3 separate regions of the Mus musculus genome follow, and regions 1 and 3 are each linked to region 2. A link is a contact called in public Hi-C and HiChIP or PLAC-seq data. All regions are on one chromosome and are shown on one strand. The core of a region is the stretch at or near the end of the contact, and the rest is flanking DNA. Distances in the headings are between cores, read along the strand shown.

Region 1 (4,992 bases), core at 1,075-3,574, 230 kb before region 2:
ACCACCTGACAGTGATTACTGAGGGGCAGTGACACCACCACACCACAAATCACACCTCCTCCGAGGGCCACACCCAATGTGGATTTCACTGGCTTCTGTGTCTAGGTTTCTGAGCTCATTTGCCAGCTTCTTGTAGGGAGAGACTAAGTATTGTAACCCATACCCGAAAGGCCAAGGGAAGAAGGTAATGTTAGGCTAGCCTAGGATGCTTTACCAAGTTAAGGAGGTGCTTATCTCAAAGGGGCAGGGGATGGTGGCACAAGGGTGAGGTGGCTCAGTTGGTAAAGGTGTTTGCTGCTAAGCCTGAGTTTGATCCCCAGGACCCACAAGGCTGAAGGACAGAACAAACTCCCCAAGCTATCCTCTGACTATACAACAGGTGAGCCATGCCACATATACAACAGCAAAACATTGTAATGTCATAAAAGAAAGTGGGTTATCTCAAGTACTAAACAGAGTTGATACACCAACAATAGACTTCCACTATTTAACCCAGACATTAGATTAGTACTTTATCCAAAATTATTCCTTTTTCACTTAACCTGCTTCACTCTCCAAAATTTAGATGTTCAGGTTCTTTGGCTTCTATGAAGTACTTGGCTGACTTCCAATTTCCCTGCCTTTGCCAGAAAACAGCTAAACTTCCAAAAAGTACTTCATGAGTTGTCCAACATTCCCAGACTCTGGCCTTACCGAATGTAGAAGTCCTTACTAATTTTAGATTCAAGGATGTCTTCTGTGAACAATTAGCCAGTTCAGAGTCTCCGCCCCCTTCCGCTTAGACACCCAACCTTACTAACGATGTGAAATCAAACAAATGTAAATGCAGCTCATCACTGGTCAGAAGCTAAGGCAGGAAAAGAGTCAACTAGAGACAGTACCAACAGAATCCTGACTTCTTGTTTCCCTGGAAAACTAAGACTGAGAGACAGGAGAAGAGCAGATGGATAGGAAAGACCAAAGACCTACACAGACAAAGGGACAAAGAGACGGACAGAAAAGGAAGCTCACAGAGAAAGAGAGGTGGAATTGAGGTGTGGGGATGGGGCAAGCAACAGAAAAACAGAGGCATCTAGCAAAAGGGCAGCTCTGAGAATGAATTCCTCCTTTGTGATTATTTAGATTCTACTTAGAACAAGTAAAATTTTATTTTAGTAATAAGTGCTTTGTTGCAGATTCATTTTCTCTCTCTCTCTCTCTCTCACACACACACACACACACACACACACACACACACACACACACACAGACACAGTCTCTGTTCAGACATGCCTTTAAAGAACTTTAAATCCCCCACCCCCCCACCCCCTTGATCTTCTGTCACTGTTAGCTCAGGCTTTCTCACACTTCATCCTAGTTTAGGAAGGATCAAGACCGGGCAGTAAGGGTACAGAGAGAAGTCTTCCTGAGATGTTGAAACTGTATGAGGTGTGGCCCCTTCTTACCTTCAGCAACACCACATCGACAGTCCTGTCCACCTTGGAGATGTCACACAGGCTATAGCGCCTTTTGTGCCGCTCATACATTTTGTACAGATGCAGAAAAGAAGAGACAAAATGTAGACGGATATCTGCTGAATCCAGGGACCAATGTGCTCACACAGGTCCGAAATTCCAAATTCTCACAGTGGGCGGGAGGAGACTTCTGCTTCCAGATTCCTCTATATAGAAAACTCTCGGGTTAAGGAAAAAAAAAAAAAAAAAAAAAAAGCAGACTCCAAATCTGTGAACTAAGTGGGAACTTTCTGGCAACTTCAGAGCACGGAGACGAGTTTATAATTCATAATAAAAGCAGTCTGCAGTAAGATCGCTGCTGTGCAGATCTTGACTGAAAGAGAAGCACAGATCTTTTCCATCACTGCCGAGAACTCCAGTAGAAAAATTAAGGACGAACTGGCTAAGCATAATGGTTGGCACATGTATGCAGAAAACCCAGAGCCAGTAAGCACTTAGCCACGAAGACAAAGGTTTTTTTTTTTTTTTTTAAAAGGAAGGTGGCTATTTCAAAGTGATGGCACGAGAGAATTCCTTAAAACAACAAAGGCAAGAAACCTATATGGAGGCGGGGGGGGGGGGGGGGAGAAAAAAAATCTGGAGGTATTTTCTAGAGTATCCACTTTTTTAGCCAGTCTCCAGCTCTTCAGCAGCAGGGCTGGATTTTGACTTAAGTTGAAAATATCTAAGGACAGCCAGCCGGCCGAGTACAAGGAAAATAGACCACTCCCCCAGATGTCCTCCCTCCCTCCCTCCCTAGCTGGCTGCCGCTAGCTAGCCAGTCCCTCCCTCCGCAGCCTCCACACCCTTTACCCTGCTCTCTCAAGATCGTCATTACTTGCCCTTTCAGACCTGCACCAGCAGCCTTGGAGGTTTGGAAACCTAATTGCAGTGGTGGGAACATGAATCATCTACAGACTAAGAGAAAAAACAAGGCTTCCTTTTCCAACAGGCTTCCTCCTGCTCCTCCTCCTCCTTACAAGTCCCCAGTGAAAAAGGCTCTGTCAGACACCGCAAGGAACGACCTCAGTCCCTTTGATGCCAGTAGTATGCTAATAAAGAAAGGCGGTGTTATACTAAACACTACTAGTCTGTACTACAGCCTTGGCATTCAGGAAAGACACAGAGACCCTGAATCCAGCCAAGGCGTATACAGCATCTCCCTGCAGAATGCAAAGGAATGATTTAATATCAGAAAAATGTTAGCCAAATATTTCAGAGTTATGTCTCTAGGATGTAGAATTAGCTACAAAAATGTCTGGCAAGGGTTAGAAGTCATCACAAGTTAAGGTTTTGTCTCATCTGGGGTCTGAGAAAGTTCTAAAGAAAGTTAAAGAGATGGCATAGGATGAATGTACGCATGTCTCTTAGGACTCTTGGGACTAAGAAGAGTCACGTGGCTGAGACCGCCTTGCCTGTCACACCTCTCAATCATGGGACTATGTGACTTCATTTGCCTGTTTTCTTGCTTCTCCAGACCTCTCCAGTTGCCAGTCTCCTATGCCTCAGGAGCAGACACAGTCGTTCATTTTTAGACACTGGGGACTGTAATAAACATTGGAGGGGTAAAGAGGAAGAGGAATCAAGGAAGCAAAAAGCAGAAAAGAGAGGTGAAAGAATAGAAAAGGGGGTTAAAACAAAACCCTAAAATAAACCCACAGTGGGCTAGGTACGGACATGCCTTTAATCCCAGCACTATGGAGACAGAGCAGGCAGACCTCTGTGAGTTCGAGGATAGCCTGATCCATGACATGAGTTCCATGACAGACAGGGTTATATAAAGAGACTCTGTGCCAAAAGCAACACCAAACAAGGGAAACAGCATTCTAATGCTTTCCGGGAGAAGCAGTCCTACGTTCTCTCTAAGGGGACAGAGTGCAGCCCCTTACACGGATTTGGAGAATGTGAGTGTACAACCTTAAACACCACAACAGAAAGGAAGTGAAGGGACTAAATACTACAGTTTCTCTCAATAATGCAAGCAAAGTTGGTGAAAGGTGTTTTCTTTTTGAAGCTGTGAAAGGGTAACGAAGGTCTAATGAGTCACCATTTCCTCAGGCCAGGTGTTTAAGGAGGCTAGTCTGCTTAGGAGAAAGCAACGGAGCAAACCCAGGTAAGGTGGCCAGTTCTTCACTTACCCATCTGTCTACCCAAACACCACTGTCTCAGCTCCCTCTAACACAAGCCTCATCCTGATCCCACCACAGGTCCATTAAAAGCATGAAGGTGGACAATGTCCTCTTTCTGGTGCTCTAGAGAGCAAGCCTCGCTCACACCGGCACCGTAGACAGTAAGCACATGATGCTTTTCAGTACAGAGGATGCTAGACACAGTAGACACAAGACAATTGAAGAGATGAAGTTGTAAATAAAATTCTTGCTTAAGCTAACCAAAAAAGCACGGGACTCTGTGCAGGAGCATACAAGAACTTTGATATCATGTGGTTTAAGGGCATAGGTCCAAAGGTCCAGGAGGGGCAGGCTTAAGTGTACAAAAAATCTGGCTGCCTATTATATTTTATGGATCAACTTTCACCAAGCTATAATTTAGAATCCCCTCTTCCCAATGAACACAAAGCTGTCTCCCCTCTGTTCTCAAATGGTTTGCTCCTCACTGCCTCTCCCTTCTGTTCTAATTAGAATCAAATGTTTCCTGCTTGCAAGTTCCCAAGCATCTCTCTAGAGAACCAGAGATGCTCTGGTCACTGTAAAGTCTTTCTGTACCAACTCGATCAAACTAAAGATGATCCATATCCATTCAATAGACATTCTATGCCCTGCAGAAGAGGCAAACAAAGAAATAAAACCCATGGACTTTGTCCTTGGAAACTTTACATAATCAGAGAAATGTTTCAAAACCATTATAATTTTCTGAATGACACCAGAGGACTGTTTGAAATAAATATATTAGCCTTTTTTGTCTGTTTTTTTTTTGTTGTTCTAGAAATCTAGATTTTTCTCTTTTCTACACATACAAGCATATTAAGGACAATTTAAAACTGTCCTTGCTAATCTGTTTCTTCTCAGAGAACAAATGCTCTGGGTGGGGCAAAAATGCTGTGGGTGGGGCAGAAAGTCTGTTTGCTTTCCCCTTTGGATGTGCCCAGCACTCCCCCATGGAAGACAGAATCTGTAGTCTGTGCTCTTACTGCTGATGCTACAGTTCCAAGTTTTTATCAAAAACATCTGGAACCACTGAACAGCTATTCTGTTAGGATTTTGAAACACAGCAACCAATCATTTCCCATCTAAACTCTAGCTGAAAGCTACAGATTTGAAGGAGATTTTAAGTGCATTTCTTTGTTCCTTCAAGTTTAGGAACTTGCAAGAAAACACACAGATTTTTCATAAGCATGTGAAATAGGGGTTATTTACAGTATCAGCTCTCTCTCTCTGTGATCGATAGCCCACTCTCTATCTATGACAAGGAGCACCAACCCCTTCAATAGAAGTAACAAGCACTCAGATTATCATGTCATAGGCCTGAGATGTACCAAGTA
Region 2 (4,597 bases), core at 1,005-3,504:
CTCTCTGCACACCAGGAAGGCATTGTGCTCAGGTAATGAGATAACAAGAGCAGAGGCTGTTGGGCAATTGAATGAGGTCAATCTTACATCGGTATGTTACTACCTGTTGCGGGCCTTGGAAACGTAAACAAATGCTAGCCATCTACCCAAACTGGCTTGTTGGAAAAAAAAAAAAAAAGAGTTAAAACTCTAACCTACCCACAAGACAGACACTATGCCTATGATCATTGCTTTATGTGAGTTTGAACCCCCAGGCAGTTGTTAGCGATAAAATGACCAGACCCAGGATTCTCCAGAGCTGCATCTCAGCACACACCAAGAGCTGGTGCCACTGCACAGGGTAGCTTGGATCAGCTGCCTCCTCAACCACGATGGGGCGGGGCTTGAGCTTCTGGTCCACAGCTTCATTTCCCTAAATTTCTAAGTATGGGCTTCACAGCTGGATGACGTCAGAGCACGGGGGCTTAGAGCATGGTTCTGTTCCTCAGTGGTCATGTGCGATGTATCCAGTCAGCTAATAATGGTAATTCTCTCCAGTAATTGCTGGGAGGTAATTAATTTAAAAGGCTTAGCATAGTTGCTTGGTACGTAATCACTGACTAAATGGGACTTATTATTACCTTAAACTAGTTTGAAGGTGAGTGACAAGGAGACAAATTTTCTTCAGAGCACAGAGGGCAGACTGGACTGGGACTTAACAATGCACATGTGATTTTGGCATGATGAAATGGAGACAGTTCCTTGAATCTTCAGGTTACACGTGAATGTGGAATCACCAGTGAAACATGTCTGCCTATATGTGTATGGATGTAAACTTTTTTTTTTGAATGTTCAAAATACAATTACTTTTTCCAAGGCATTGCTTAGAAATGGACCATTTATTTATCTGTGGAATATGCATACAGATAGTTAATATCTAGAACTAAATTGTTGGTATACTTAAACTGTGTCAGTATGCAGTTTTCAATGTGATGGACCAAATGCCACTGGTGACAGGGACCACATTCTACACGGCTCTATGACCTTCTGAGCCTGTGACTGGGAGAATGTCCTGGCACCTCCCGCCTCAGTTCTCTCATTGTGAATTATTATTGTTGTGTGACTCAGAGAGTTGTGGGGATAAAATGTTAGAGGACAGTTAAGGAGAGCTTAGAGCAGTGGTTCTCAACCTTCTTAATGCTGTGACCCTTTAATATATCTTCTACTGTTGTGGTGACTCCCAGCCATAAAATTTTGTTGCTACTTCATAACTGCAATTTTGCTACTGTTATGAATTGTCTGAATCTGGAGGATATCGGATATGTGATCCCCAAAGGAGTCGAGATCCAAAGCTCGAGAACCAGTGCTTCAGATCATTGGTATGAACGTCTCAGCTTCCAGGCTGGAGCGGGGGCTCAGTGGGTAGAGTGTTTGTCTAGCAAGCACAAAGCCTTCCGTTCAATCCCCAACCTGCTTGGGGAAGACTAATGAGGAAGAGAACTGGTTGGGCAAACATCTTGAGTTTGATGCAACTCCCGTAAGTGTCCTGACAACCTGGGCCTCCCTTAGATGATGACTCTCATGCAGTCTATAGTAGGAGGTTTGAACTGCCTTGCAGCTGGCTAGGTTGTTTACTTAACAAATTTCCCTTTGACCGGGCTCCACCCTTTCTTTGGACTACAGCTGATCAATGGAAACATCTGGCTTCTCCAAGTTCACTGGCCTGGGAGGGTGGAGGATGAGGAGGTGGAGTTTTAGGCTGGGAGTGAAGACACCTGGACTCTGGTCCTGCTCAAGACTTCCCAGGGCTGTGCCTCTTCTCTGTGGGCCTCAGCTTCTGTGGATTCCTCCTGATACTGTATAAATATTGCATGCCAGGGTCCTCTAATTGCGTGAATATACAACTAGGGAAATAATACTGTTTTCCTGGACCAAGCAGTGCCACCGTGGAATAGCTGCGTTGCGCTATGAACTTGCTTTGGCTTTCGAAATGGAGAGTTCTGGGATGATTAATCAGGATGAGCAGATGGATCCCTAAAGCCAGACTCTGCTCTTGAGTGATTCAGATGTGATGCCACCAGAGCATCCCCTGATGCTCCGACTCTCACGGCCTCACACGGGTCTCTCGCTGGGAGGAACTGTTTTCACTCACGAGCCAGGGTGTTTCGGAGCTGATGTTTAAAGCCATGTCATTCTACAGTCTTCTGCATGTTCCCAGGCTTCCACAGGAGCAGCCCACGCCTCTCTCCACTTGTTACCGTGGATGAATGTGTCAGAGCACGTCCAGTCATGGGGAAAGCATGAGCCCTCCTACGTGCTCCCCCAATCCCTCCAGGGCTGTTTTCTCTGGAACCCAGCACAGACATTTGCCAAACTTTCATACTAGAAGTTTGGTTCAAATTCCAAAGAGCCCTGGTTTTTTTGTTTGGGGCTGTTTTGTTGTTTCAGTGCTGAGAATCAAACCTAGGGCTTTGTACCTGGAAGGCAAGCACAATATCACTTTGTTCCTAGGGAAAGTACCTGGTTTTGTAATAAGGGAAGCCCAGGCTATACACTGAGTGCTGAGAACAGGAATAGACCTGGGCCCTCTCTAGCATACGCAATTATCTTTGTTATTGCTTATTTTTTTGGAGGAGCATCTCAGGCAGTTAGGGGTAACCTTGAATTCCTGATCCTCTGCGTCTATCTCACACGCTGGGACCCAGGTTAGTCAACTATCTTTGTAATTTAAAAACATTTAGCCATTGATGGGTGCTTCAACGTACTGACCTCACAGCAAACACAGTCTGGTATGTACAAGAAAACCCAGCTGACACGTGAAGAAGGTGAACTTTAGGATAGCTAGGTTTTGTGCAGTCACATAACAAACGGAGTGAATCTGAGACCTAAATGCCAATCTTCTAACCCCAAGGTCAGCATTCGTCCCATTAATACAGCAGAACCAGGAAGTCAATTCAAATCCACGTTCCCACACAAGCAGGAAGATTTTTTTTTTCTGGTCTCTTACCTCATGATTCATTAACTCCATAGGTTTGCCAATATCATTTTTATGGAGGCTTAGTCACTTTTCAGACACTCGGTGGCTCAAGCAGAACAAAAGCAGGCAGCTAGGTGCCAGGGTTGCTACTAGGAAGCTTCTGTTTTGTAGTAGCCGCTCCAGTGATCGGACAATGCTTCATGGTTTTGTTTTAATATGAGCATAAAACAGAGAGCAGGATCCTTAAAAGAAACGCAATTGTAAAAGGAACTTTTCCATTAAGGCAAATGAAATCAATACACCCCTTTGCCAACTATTACTAAGCATCTCTTATGTGTCAAGTTCTGTTCTAGAAACTCATGCTTTTCATGTTAGAAGGGATTTATGAACAGGTCTGTGGAGGAAATAAACAGACCCATGTGTTATTGTAACACACTGCACTAAGGCAATGGTTCTCAACCTTCCTGATGCTGCGGCCCTTTAGTGTAGTTTCTCTCGTGCTGACCCCAATGAGAAAGTTATTTTGCGACTTCATAACTGTAAAGTTGATACTATTGTGAATTGTAACATAAATATCTGATATGTAGGGCATCTGATATTTGACCCCCAAAAGGGGTTTCAACCCACAGGTTGAGAAGTCTGTGCTGAGGGCTACAGGAGAGACTCTGTGTGAAGTGTTTTAGTGCATAGAATCAAAGAAGAGTTAAGGGGTAGGTAACATTTGACTTACATTGTAAAGCATTGATTCAACTTGACAAATAAGGAAAGGGGCCCGTGTAAGCATTTCAGAAAATCAGCATCATCACCCATACCATCATATAGTGACTTTGTCTTTTGAGACAGGGTGTCTCTAAGTAGCTCTGGTTTACCTGGAACTATGTAGAGCAGGCTGGTGACAAACTCACAGCAATCCATCCACGTGCTCTGTTTCTTGGGTGCTGGGATTAAAGGGATGTGCTATTACACCCAGCCTACATAATGACTTCTTCCTGGCCAGCTGTTGCATTGAGCACTCTCAGTGGATTTATTTGTTTGATCCTCAGAATAAAGCATAAGATGATATTATACTGGTTCTTTTTTTTTTTTCCAGATGAGGAAAATGACCAGAGAGATGGAATGGTACAGCTGAGATTTAAATCTGGTCCATCTGACCTTAGAACCTTGTGGTTGCCAATGGTGACATGTGCCATGGAAGAAGCAACTAGTGGAAAAACTACAAGGTATGTGGATGTTTGGATGAAGAAATAGGACCATTTCAAGGTGACTGAAAAATGGTACACATATGTCTCCCTTTGTTTTTCCTTGAACTACTTTTCTGTACCTTTCCCCATATTGTCTCTTGGTTGTATTCATTTGGTATTAAGCACTTAGCTTGAGGGTCTGGTAGTATAGACCAGCTGGTAGACTGAATGCCTAGCATCCTAGATGCACAAAGCACTAGATTTAATCCCCAGAACCACGTCAACAAGGCAGGGTAATCCCAGAACTCTGGAGTGGAGAGGTAGGGGGGATGCCTTTGGATAGAAGTTTTACAAGGTGGGGGAGATTAATATAATACTGGACCTTGGTAGACAAGCTACCTTTGATATAAAACATACAAACAACAACAACAACAATGTCTTAGTCAGGGTTTCTATTCCT
Region 3 (4,649 bases), core at 2,080-4,579, 140 kb before region 2:
CTATTTTGCCAGATAATGACAATGGCCAATTAAACCCACTTAGCAGTCTTCCTCTTTTAACATGTTCTCGGATATTCTAGTTAAAAGTCTCCCTCTCCTCAATGTAAACAGAACTCAGCTCACACAGTACCACTACTAATAAAGTTGCTACTGTCTTCCAGCTTCGAATTCCGCGTCACCAATACTGAAGCAAATTCTTAGCCATTTGCAGGCTTCACTTCTTTGGGCTATTAGACAAAACCAGTAGATGGCGCCCAATAAATCCACTTCTCTCTCCCAAACAAGAATTTTGAGATTTAAGATGAAATGGAAATAAAATACAAACCATTTTGAATACATTTAATGTGTGTAAGTGTCCCCTACGAGAGCAGCATTCCTCAAGTTCTAATCTTCCAATTCTTTCTGTTGCTGTACACAGCTCACTTTAGTTTGTTTTTGCTAAATAAACACAGCTAAACTGGATGGAGAGTGTTGGATTTAGATCTCTGGGGCACCCCAAGCTACCCTGAGCAGTCTGCTATCCCGGCAGACCTCCATTCTCCTGGCAACCTCTCTGCCCACCTTTACCAGGACTGTGGATCCTGAACCATACAGGTTAGCTTACCTTCCCCAAGCCATCTTCCCTGCTTGGTGAGTCCACTGGGTACCCCCAGCTGCCCTGAGCAGTCTGTTATCCCCAGGAGGACCTCCATTCTCCCACCACCTCTCCATCCACCTTTATCAGATCTATCTTTCTTTTTTTAAAGCAGTGTCTCCTCTCTTAGAACCGTTTCATAACTACGTGGAACGGCTACAATAATTAGGTCAACATGTAAAGAGACAGTCTATTCTCCCTTCTTAAACAGGATCAGATATTTGCTTAAAGTGCAGAAAACAAAGGTTTTTGTTGTTGTTGTTGTTTATTAATTTTCGTTTAGGAAAGCTCACAGCTGGTAGGTAACATCCGTCTTCCTTGACTCTCCACTCCTCTCCTCTTCCCCTCCGTGAGAGCAAGCTACTTAAGCTGTGCTCTTCCTACTCTGCAGCTGATAGAAGGGGGCAGACCGGCTCGAGTATTGAACTCAGCCAGATCTCAGTTATCTACTTGGTTATGAATTATCTTTCCTTCTCCAAAGTCATCAATGAAGCAGTTCAGAGAACCTCTAAGTTAATCCTCCACGTTCTAGAAGGCACAGAAGACTCTCCAAAAATCTGATCAGGCACCCAATGAAGTCAGAATAGATATTTATTGCTAACTTTGTAGGGACTGACAGAGACCTGGTTTGGTTCTAATTCTGTCCCTTACTAGCTGCATGATCCACCAAATGACACAGGTGCTGTGACACTGTCTCCCCCTCTCTAATACAGAGTAGTCATTTCATGAAGCTATTAGGATTACAAAAGAAAATTAAGTAGGGAACACAGCATACTATATAAGTACTACCAGGCATGAAATAATCAGAGGTGTATATGATTACAACTACAATATACTTTTCTGCCAATCGCTTCTGTATGTGTATATGCACTAGTGTGCATGAACATTTGCACACACACAAATATATCACATCTGAAAAAAAAAAGGCAGTATTCTCAACTATACTATCCAGAAAAACTATGGTTTTCAACCTCAGTGTAGTATGTCTTCAAACATCTGTCTCTCTCTCCTAGTCAAGAAATAAAAACAGTTAATTTTGAGTAAGATACAAACAATGTTTAATCATGCCCATAGATGTGGCAAGAATAAGGAATGTCACCGAGATCTAGAAAACAGATTTAGTAAGGGAAAGATAAAATTGCAGACCTAGCTTCTTAGGGTTTGCTCCCTGGATTTCCTTAATACAAGGATGAACTAGACAACGTCAGCTAAACCTCAAAATAGAATTTTGGTACACCAGAGATGCCTCCCAATTTTATGCTCATTAAGAGTAGGTTATGTTCATTCCTGATCTTTAAACTAATGCAAGATAACAAAAATGGTAGGAAATGAACCCACATCCAGACTGGTGGGTCTCATGAACCAAAAAAGGAATGTACCATTGCCCAAGCAGTAAGATAAAACTCACATTTCCTTCTGTGGACAAAACAAAGAGAGACAGCTGAGAATTCCACCCCAGCTGCCAGATGCTCTGTATATCACATGGGGTCAGCAGTTAATCCAAACAGAGTTTTGTGAAGGGCTCCAAGGATATACAAGAGCCAACAGCTCTTTCTTGGTTTAAAAAGGAGTAAACAGAGCCAGGGAGATAGGTTAGTGAGTAAGGGTGTTTTCACCCAAGCCTGCAGACCTGGCTGGATCCCACTGGCCCACACATTAAGAAAGAGAATTAACTCCTGCAAGTTGGCCTCTTGACATCTATGGGCATACTGTGGCACTTGTGTGCTTCCATACACATAAAATAAATAAATAATGGATGAATGGATGAAAACATAAATAATTAATTTTTAAGAAAGTGAACAAGGAAGCTGGAGATGGCTAGAGGACCTGAGTTCAGCACCTATGCTGGCCATGGGTGGTTCACAGCTGCCACAGCTCCAGGTCTAAAGGATCTGATGCCCTCTTGTGGCTTTTTCAGGCTTCTGCACTCAGTTGACACAGTCACACACACACATAAATAAAGGTTTTAATTAAAAACAAATTGATGGTCTCACTTTCAAATGACAAAGCATGTCTCAAAGAAGCAATGGAAAACTTCCATCCTCAAGCAAACACACTGGTAACTTTAAATATAAATCCTACCCCAATTTCTTCCTCCATAAAATGAGAAAACAATTCCTAATTCACTGCTTTGTCAGAGCAGTAGAACAAGGTTACTAAGAAAGCACACACAGAGTTCCAAGTAAATAACAGATCCAGGACAGCAGCTTGGCGAGAACTCGAATGTATGCTCAGCCTCACTCTGTAGTTCCTTCTCACTAAAGGACCCACCCCAGGGGTCAAAACAACGGAACACTCTGTCACTTGCTCCAGATCACGAAGTTCTCCTGTGTAGTTTCATCTCTTAACTGATCTTCCCTTTGAGGACATAAATCTTCTTGGGATAATCAAACATTACTAACCATTCACATATGGGGGCAAAGCTCTTTTCCGAGGATCACTCGGAATTCCACTAGAGAACATTAAACAAAAACTCCCGTGCCCATTTTGTGCAAGGCTCTGAGATAAAGCACAAATAAGAATGGAAGCAATAAAAAAAAATTTTAAGTGCTGCCCTCAACCTTACAAAGTATCCAACAGAGTAAATGGGGAAAATGCATACACAAAAATGCATCTGAAGTGTTTACAGTGTTCTCTGCAGCATAGCTGAGACAAGAGAGGCGTGATAGATTCCACAAAAGGGTGAAGCATAAGGCAGAACACCAGAGACAAATGGCAGGAAATTAATCCTGAAGGCTAAATGGTTTGGTGGTAGGAGTGTGTGTATTTGGGGGCAGGAGGAGGTGATGGTGTTTCAAGGCAAGCAACAAACAGTACATTTGGAACTGACTTTTTACCTGGCATTCCACCAACTCAACATAGCACCACTCATAGTAGGGATCTTTAAACTTAAAATGCTAATGTCAAAATACTGCTTGCATTTATGCTGCATAATTTATATAGGCAGTCTACAGACAAATAAAAAAAAACCTATGGAATCAGGTCTATTTGCATCATGGTCCATATTGCTTCCATATCTACATCCACACAGGAACCTGTGCAAAATTCAAAATGACATTTAAAAAAATTACTGCAAAACAAAACGTGAACTGCTAGCTCCAGTAACAAAGCAGTCCTCTGAAAGTCACCATTACCAGTGATGTGAGGTAACTACACCAGAGACAAATTGCAGGAAATTAATCAATAGTATGCACCTTAACAGTGACTTCAAAATCTATTAACAGTCTACTCAGAAAGCTGGCCTTAAAGAGAAGTTAGGCACTTGTCCTTTTGAAATAACAATCTACATAACCATTTTTTGTTTATATGTGATGGGTTGCTTTATCAGCCATGTTGGAAGACATTAACCAACCCAAACTGCTCTGATTTAATTCATCAGGGGCTTTTTTTGTTTGTTTGCTTTGGTTTTTTTTTTGTTTGTTTGTTTGTTTGTTTGTTTGTTCGAGACAGGGTTTCTCTGTATAGCCCTGGCTTTCCTGGAACTCACTTTGTAGATCAGGCTGGCCTCAAACTCAGAAATCCACCTGCCTCTGCCTCCCAAGTGCTGGGATTAAAGGCGTGAGCCACCACCGCCCGGCTTCATCAGGGGCTTTTAAAACTAACCTTCTTGTCCAGTTGGTTCATGACTAGATTTTAGTAGGCACCAGGATTACAGGATTCTGGTTTGCTGGCCCCAAGCCCAACATTTACACGTCTGAAGTGGGGTGTTCTCGAAGCTATCCTTTCTGAGGGTCCCCATCAGTTCTGCAGCATCTCCTCCTGCTGTCTGTCTAGAACAAGCTACTGCTTGTAGTACTTTACCAGTCAGTCATGTATTTGAGCCTCTGTCTCCCAATCAAAGAATTCAGTCCAAAGCTCCCATTCATGTAACAAGTACTTCATAATACCCACTTAAGTGAATTAAGCATACAGAACATTATGTTTTAATTTCCAGTGCCCAGCAAGACTCCTCTTCAAATGCTAAATGGAAAATTTAACTCCCCTCATTGTTATCTGAAAGCTTAGGAAACACAAA

What was found. HiChIP or PLAC-seq counts read pairs in DNA pulled down with a chosen protein or histone mark. A called contact is a pair of places that touch in the nucleus more often than the background predicts.
Region 1: a contact with region 2 is called in a CTCF HiChIP or PLAC-seq map of the NIH/3T3 cell line, with 11 read pairs. The contact joins two enhancer-like sites. A contact is called at or near these places in 1 of 15 datasets of contacts at CTCF or cohesin (the NIH/3T3 cell line), 3 of 484 Hi-C or Micro-C datasets (muscle stem cells, nephron progenitors and uterus), 4 of 115 datasets of contacts at active chromatin or transcription factors (the NIH/3T3 cell line, heart atrium, microglia and 1 more) and 1 of 9 other capture datasets (adipose tissue).
Region 3: a contact with region 2 is called in a Hi-C map of uterus, with 3 times the contacts expected there. The contact joins two enhancer-like sites. A contact is called at or near these places in 2 of 15 datasets of contacts at CTCF or cohesin (the NIH/3T3 cell line and large pre-B cells), 23 of 484 Hi-C or Micro-C datasets (B cells, the BV-2 cell line, CD4 T cells and 17 more) and 5 of 115 datasets of contacts at active chromatin or transcription factors (bone marrow-derived dendritic cells, embryonic fibroblasts, intestinal crypt epithelium and 2 more).

The regions. Positions count from the first base shown.
Region 1 is chr7:75,639,918-75,644,909 of GRCm38.p6, reverse strand. The region is part of intron 8 of Akap13 (A kinase (PRKA) anchor protein 13); the gene reads right to left. Among named protein-coding and RNA genes, the nearest start is that of AU020206, 140 kb to the left of the region's middle. Within about 2 kb of position 2,324, at least 228 of the 459 cell types and tissues checked have an H3K27ac peak or open chromatin away from gene starts, as enhancers often do. A contact at or near this core is called in the NIH/3T3 cell line, adipose tissue, muscle stem cells and 1 more, where this site is marked.
Region 2 is chr7:75,409,893-75,414,489 of GRCm38.p6, reverse strand. No RefSeq gene overlaps it. Among named protein-coding and RNA genes, the nearest start is that of Gm46017, 25 kb to the left of the region's middle. Within about 2 kb of position 2,254, at least 59 of the 459 cell types and tissues checked have an H3K27ac peak or open chromatin away from gene starts, as enhancers often do. A contact at or near this core is called in the NIH/3T3 cell line, adipose tissue, muscle stem cells and 1 more, where this site is marked.
Region 3 is chr7:75,551,726-75,556,374 of GRCm38.p6, reverse strand. All of the region lies in intron 2 of Akap13 (A kinase (PRKA) anchor protein 13), which reads right to left. Among named protein-coding and RNA genes, the nearest start is that of Akap13, 99 kb to the right of the region's middle. Within about 2 kb of position 3,329, at least 15 of the 459 cell types and tissues checked have an H3K27ac peak or open chromatin away from gene starts, as enhancers often do. A contact at or near this core is called in uterus, where this site is marked.